Linked DNA regions of Sus scrofa: region 1 is linked to region 2. A link is a contact called in public HiChIP or PLAC-seq data. All regions are on one chromosome and are shown on one strand. Each heading gives the region's core, a stretch centred on a gene start, on an enhancer-like site or on the middle of the called end of the contact. The rest is flanking DNA. Distances are from core to core; before and after follow the strand shown. Region 1 holds the start of UBE2V2 (ubiquitin conjugating enzyme E2 V2). Region 2 has its middle 79 kb from the start of UBE2V2.

What was found. HiChIP or PLAC-seq counts read pairs in DNA pulled down with a chosen protein or histone mark.
Region 1: a contact with region 2 is called in an H3K27ac HiChIP or PLAC-seq map of skeletal muscle. The contact joins the promoter of UBE2V2 here to the enhancer-like site in region 2. A contact is called at or near these places in 4 of 47 Hi-C or Micro-C datasets (embryonic fibroblasts, heart right ventricle, liver and 1 more) and 2 of 2 datasets of contacts at active chromatin or transcription factors (alveolar macrophages and skeletal muscle).

Annotation. Positions count from the first base shown.
Region 1 is chr4:79,651,039-79,653,811 of Sscrofa11.1, reverse strand. It overlaps UBE2V2 (ubiquitin conjugating enzyme E2 V2), which reads left to right and starts at 1,310. Exons shown (of 4, transcript NM_001243391.1): 1 at 1,310-1,380. The coding sequence starts at 1,365.
Region 2 is chr4:79,571,920-79,574,619 of Sscrofa11.1, reverse strand. No RefSeq gene overlaps it. Among named protein-coding and RNA genes, the nearest start is that of UBE2V2, 79 kb to the left of the region's middle. Within about 2 kb of position 1,314, at least 23 of the 83 cell types and tissues checked have an H3K27ac peak or open chromatin away from gene starts, as enhancers often do. A contact at or near this core is called in skeletal muscle, where this site is marked.

The sequences.
Region 1 (2,773 bases), core at 61-2,560, 79 kb before region 2:
CATTAAGGATCTAGTGGCATTGTTACTGCAGCAGTGCAGGTTTCATTCCTGGCCTGGGAACTTCCACACATGCTGCAGGTTTGGCCAAAAATATTGCCTGCCATATCAGTAAACAAAGGATGTCATAGCCATCAGGCCACCACATTGGGAATTCAGCCCAGGGAGCGCTGCAGCCACCACCAAGGCTGCATCCTGAGGGCGCGGGATACTAAGGGCACAAGGTAGCTAAGGTGTTCGTCAAAGGAATATTTCAATGCCAGACTCTGCACCTTTCCATAGACAAAAAAGCGTGAAATTCTTTAATTTGGGATGTCTGTTCTTCAACAGTAATGTTCTGATGCTCAGACTTTCTAGTCTTTGCTACACTCCCCCCACTTCCAAGCAGTCCCTCACAGTGATCTGAGTCTCGGCTCCCGCGCTCCAAGTCCTCAGAATGTCTGCCAAACAAAACCTAACTCTCAGCTTTCAGGCTGTGCGTTTTTTTCAGTCAGCACCACCCAACAAGAACCACCTCGCCTTGTGCATAGCAAGTACCACTAAGGCAGGACTTGGGACGAGCTCCCCGGCCCCGCCCGGTCGGGGATACCAGCGCGGGGGGTGCGGGACTCCGTCCGCGCCCCTTCTGCGGGTAGCAGGGTGCACGCACCCCGGGACCTCGCAGCCCTCGGGGGTCGCCGGCAGTCCTACGCGGGGCCGGCTTGGCGCCACCACCCGAGTCTGTGCGCGTCCCCGCGGCCGCCGCCAACAGTGGGGGCACGTTCGCAGCGAGGCTCTTCTGTGACTCGGAAGCTCTTTTACACTTTTGGGGAGAATTTTCTAGACTTGGACGTAGATCTTAATCATTGCCTCCACCAACTCATATCGCAAAAGAAAATACGAATAAGGTAGCTTAATTTTAAGGGTTCTTTAAACTTCCGATCCGCTTCTTGAATTATTTCCACAGAAAACGACCCGTCGGGACCAGCCTTCCTCCCACAACCCCTCCGTTCAACTCTCAGAGCCGCGTCCTTCCCCATCAGGGGGCCCTCGGCGGCGCTCCGCCCCCCGGCTCGACGCACGCCCGTGACGTCACGCCGGCGAGGGTTCTCCGAAGCGCGAGCCCTTCCCGGAGCGTTCTTGCCTCGCGCTTCGCTCTCTCTTACGGTGACTGACTCGAGAGTGTTCCGTCAACTTCTTCTGTCACATTTCTCTGAAGTAGTTGCAGCGCTTCGGGAACCCGGAAACCGCGGGGCGGGTCCGTGGTGACGCACCGGAAGCCGCGGGGCGGGACCCTGCAGTCGGAAGCCGCAGGGCGGGCAGTGGCGCTCCCGGAAGTGGCGCGGTCTTCGCGTGCGTGAGGGCGGTGCGTCGGGCTGCAGGAGAAGATGGCGGTCTCCACAGGTCTGTTCCCGGCCGGGCCGCTTGCTTTTCCACCCCGACCCGAGCTGCGCCTCCGCCTGCTGCCGGCTATCGGCCTGGCCATGCGGAGAAGCAGGAGCGCGGCCCCTTGGCGGCTGCGTTCCCCGTGAAGCGCACTGGGAACAGGGAGGGTCGGGGCTGCTGTCGGGGCGGCGGTCGTGCCCGCGCGTCGGCTGCGCGCCCTAGAGCTGGGCTGGGCCCTGCTTGGTCTGGGGTCCTGCAGGCGTTGCTGGGTCAGGCAGGCGGGGGCTCGCGGACTGTGAGAGAGCGAGCAGGGGTGCCCAGGGTGGGCTACCTCCACCTGGGCGCGGGAGGGCTCGCTTGGGGGTCCAGGCTGAAGCGAGTCTGATTCCTGACTCGCCTTGACGTGGGCGGAGGACGGGGCCGTCTCCTAACTGACCGCAGGTGTGTTATCTTTCATTTGAGTGAAAAACTGTGGTGCAAACTAAGTAAAAGCAAGGAGTGAGGTGAACGCTAACTGAAGAAAAAGCAATTTCTTAGATTAGCTATTCAACTCCTTTCTTGCACTTAATACAGTTTTGTTTTCTATGAGCACAGACTTTGAAATTAAGTATTACCACTAAGATTTTAGACATTTGACTATTAAATGTTAAAGTCAAAATGTTAGGCTTTATTACTTAAAAATATTAATGCGTATGATCTTTAATTTTTCTAATCATACCCATTAATACAAACTAGTTTTGCATTTCATGTCATCATTATATAATAAAACGAATTTTCAAGTCTACATACTAAAGTGGAAGGCATCAGTGTATGTTGTGATGGGTAGTCTCAAGGTAATACCATTCTACATTCATTTCAGTGAGAAGTTGTGTCTTTTTAATGTCTCATCTTGACTACGTGCAGGCGTCACGATAAGATGTTTAGTTTTGGTGTTGGGGAACTGTTTCAGTAGACTGATGAGAGATGAGATGAGAACTAAGTAATAAAGCATGGGTGATTTAAAAGTGATATTTTAGTGTTAAAACTTTATAATTACTGCCCTTTCCATTTGAAATCCTGCGTGCTTGTTAGTGGGGCTGTGTTTATGAGATGTGCTTAGTATTTATAGGTTCTTGAAAACTTAGTAATAAAATGATTTATTTTCATTCGATTGATAGTTTTCACTTTGTGGATTTCATTTTTTACTTAAACACAATCCCCCCCACACACACTGTACATATGAGAGAGTGTGGAAATATTTTGAAAAGACCAATGGTTATATTAATGACAGGTACTTTTTATTAACCACATTTAATCATTTGGGGGAGTTGTAAGGAAATTGCCGTGAGATTATTTGCATATTTGTTATATATTGGAATGTGTATTTTCTGGTCTGTATTTTCAGCATTCCTAAATTCTGTATTTACACCGT
Region 2 (2,700 bases), core at 65-2,564:
TGGTTCTTGGGGTGAAGGGTGGATTTAGACTGGAGCCTGAACATGGCTATTATGAGCCTTTGGTTTTGGTGCTTCCTCTGACGTTGGTCCATGGGGGCAGGAGGGCACGTCCCTTTTCTTGCCAGGTAGGTGGAGTCCTGGGTCCCCACTCAGGCTCCCTTGACCCCCAGGGGGCTCCTCACTGCTCTGGGTGAGCATGTTGGGAGTCCCCATTCCCCTGGGGCTTCATGGGGGTGTCCCTGGCTGTGAGGGTAGGACTGCCCCCCACGTACCCTGCACTGACATCATGGCAGGGGCAGCCCCGTTACTGCTGGGATGTGGTGAAAATCCCACTGTCCCCACGGCCTTCTCAGCCACCACCCAGCGGCAGATGGGGTGGCGCCGAGACTCCGTGGGGGTGGAAGTCCAAGCCCCACGTGTCTCCACCAACAGCAACATGGGGCTGTGATCCTGGGGCAGCTCCTGCTGCCTGGAGTGGGTGCAGGCTCCTGGCTCAGCCTTTGTGGGCCTGGTGTGGGGCAGGGCTGCAGCTTTTCTTGTGGGGTTTGGCTGGAGCACAGTGGTTCTTTTCAGAAAGTTCTCTTTCTTGCTGGGCTGCCCTTTTCCTGGTCCTCTGCCCAGAGGACTTCTTTGTCTGTGCCGTTGGCGTTGCCATCTCCCAGTCTCTGACGGAATGGGGCAGAAAGCAAGTCCTGGGACTCTGCAGTGTCCTCGTCAGGCTCTGAGGTCGCCGGCCAGTCTGGCCTCTCCTCTCTGCGCTCAGTGTTGTGTGTTTGATGCCTAGTGTTTCAGGTGTACTTAGGGGAGCAGAAGAGGAAGGCAGACCTCCTCCCTTTTCCCAGATGCAGACGTCCTGTGGTTAACTTTTAAATGTCTTTGCCAAAGAACAGACACAGCAAGTGGGGAGCAGGAAGTCTGGGCTTTGTATGCAAATTCACCATCACATCCGTTCAGATCCATCTCCAGAGAGGACTCCGATTCCTTTCCTGCTGGCGGAGCTCAGGAGCTGACTTCTCTGGGTGGAGGTACTTACTTTCCACAGACCGCATTTATGTTGGGTTATTCCTGGAGCCTTGCATTGAATTTCACAGGGAGCGCCAAGGTGGGCAAAAGCCAGGACAGATGCTGCTGCAGAGGGTGGGGACTTTCTGGGGCTCTGGGAGGGCAGCGTCTGAGCGCTGAGCATGAAGACTTCACAGTTCACACCATCAGGCAGACGGGCTTAAGTGGCTGTAGCTGGAAGGGATGCATCCGTGCATATTTCCTGCGGCACCTCGTCTGGGGCAGTTAATCTTTGCCTGCTCAAAGCAGAAAGCAGTCCTTGCTGGCAGACCAGCTCAGTTTTCAGGGAATCACTATAGTGACAAACGCTGTTACCGAGTATACAGCGGAAAGCGATTAGTGAGTGCCGGCTGCTGATGAAGTGTGGCGAGATTTCCCACGGAAAGGGGAGGGGTGTGAGGCCCAGGGCACCCGCGCACGTCCCTGGTAACAAGGGCTGGCCACCTCTGGAGCCAGTCTTTCCGTTTGCGTGTTGCTTCTAACTAGGGATGGAAATGGAAACTCTTTTGGGATCCAAACCCTGGACAGTTTAGGACTTCAGAATTCATACAAGGAAGACTAAGAGCTGATTAGAGTAACCTTGGACATAGATTATTTTAGAATTCACAGGTCCACCTGACCTGGAACAAATAGTCTGCTTCAAACTGCAGGCTACTCTAAATAGCAATTGTCACATGCTGTCAGTCACGAACTGACACTTGGCAAAAGCGTCCCTTGAACCCCAGTCCCAGCTGGCTCTGCTCATTGGTGACACTGAACGTGGGTTCTGGGACCACAGGCTACTCTGAGGTTCTAGGTGTGGCCCAGGGTTTGATGGGAGTAGGAGCCCAGTAACGCTTATGAAGTGAGTTGGCCAGGCTGACTACTTGTTCCATGTCCCGAATCAATAGGAAGGTTAGGGTCTGTTTGTATTTGGCTCTTGAAGTTGGTTGGCCTTCAGATGAGCAAAGACGTTTATTCCAGTTCAGGGTTCTAGGTTTACTTTGCAAATGTGATCTGAGCTTTGGAAGTGACTTTGTGTTAATGTGGGACCTGATTTGGGATGTGGGCTTGGTCTTGGAAAATATCAAACCATTCTCTAATATTAAACACATCCCATATATGTGTCACTATGCCCCTTGGTCACTGCCGGCTGTTAGTCCATTCATGGGGACACTGGGGACTGCGTTATGTGTCGTTTTAGCAGCTCCTTGTGTCATAGCGCCCTGTGGTTCTGGTTCAGTTGTGTATGTGGAATCAGTGCCTCTCTTTCTGCGTCAGTTAGAACTGGGCCCAACCTCACTGACTCAACCCCACAGAGGGGTACGAATGTGGTCTGCAGGCTGCCCCTGGCTGGCAAAGGATCAGGGCTGGTGTGGTGTGTTTTTAACCGGGCGCATTGCTGCCTCCAACGAAGTGGGATTGTGTCGATGAAAAGGAAAGGAGGATGGTACCCGGCTGACAGTCTGCACGGTCACGTCCACCATTCCCCAGGCTGGATACCTTTCTTACGGCTTCTTTACACGAAGGCGGTCAGGGTGCATTTGGGGCAGGGGTCCTGGGGGGTGTCTTGGACTTTGCTTTTCTGGTCAACCAAGATGGGAACATGAGTTTGCCCAGCTGAATGTCAACATCAGACAGAAGGAAAGGTCCTGGCAG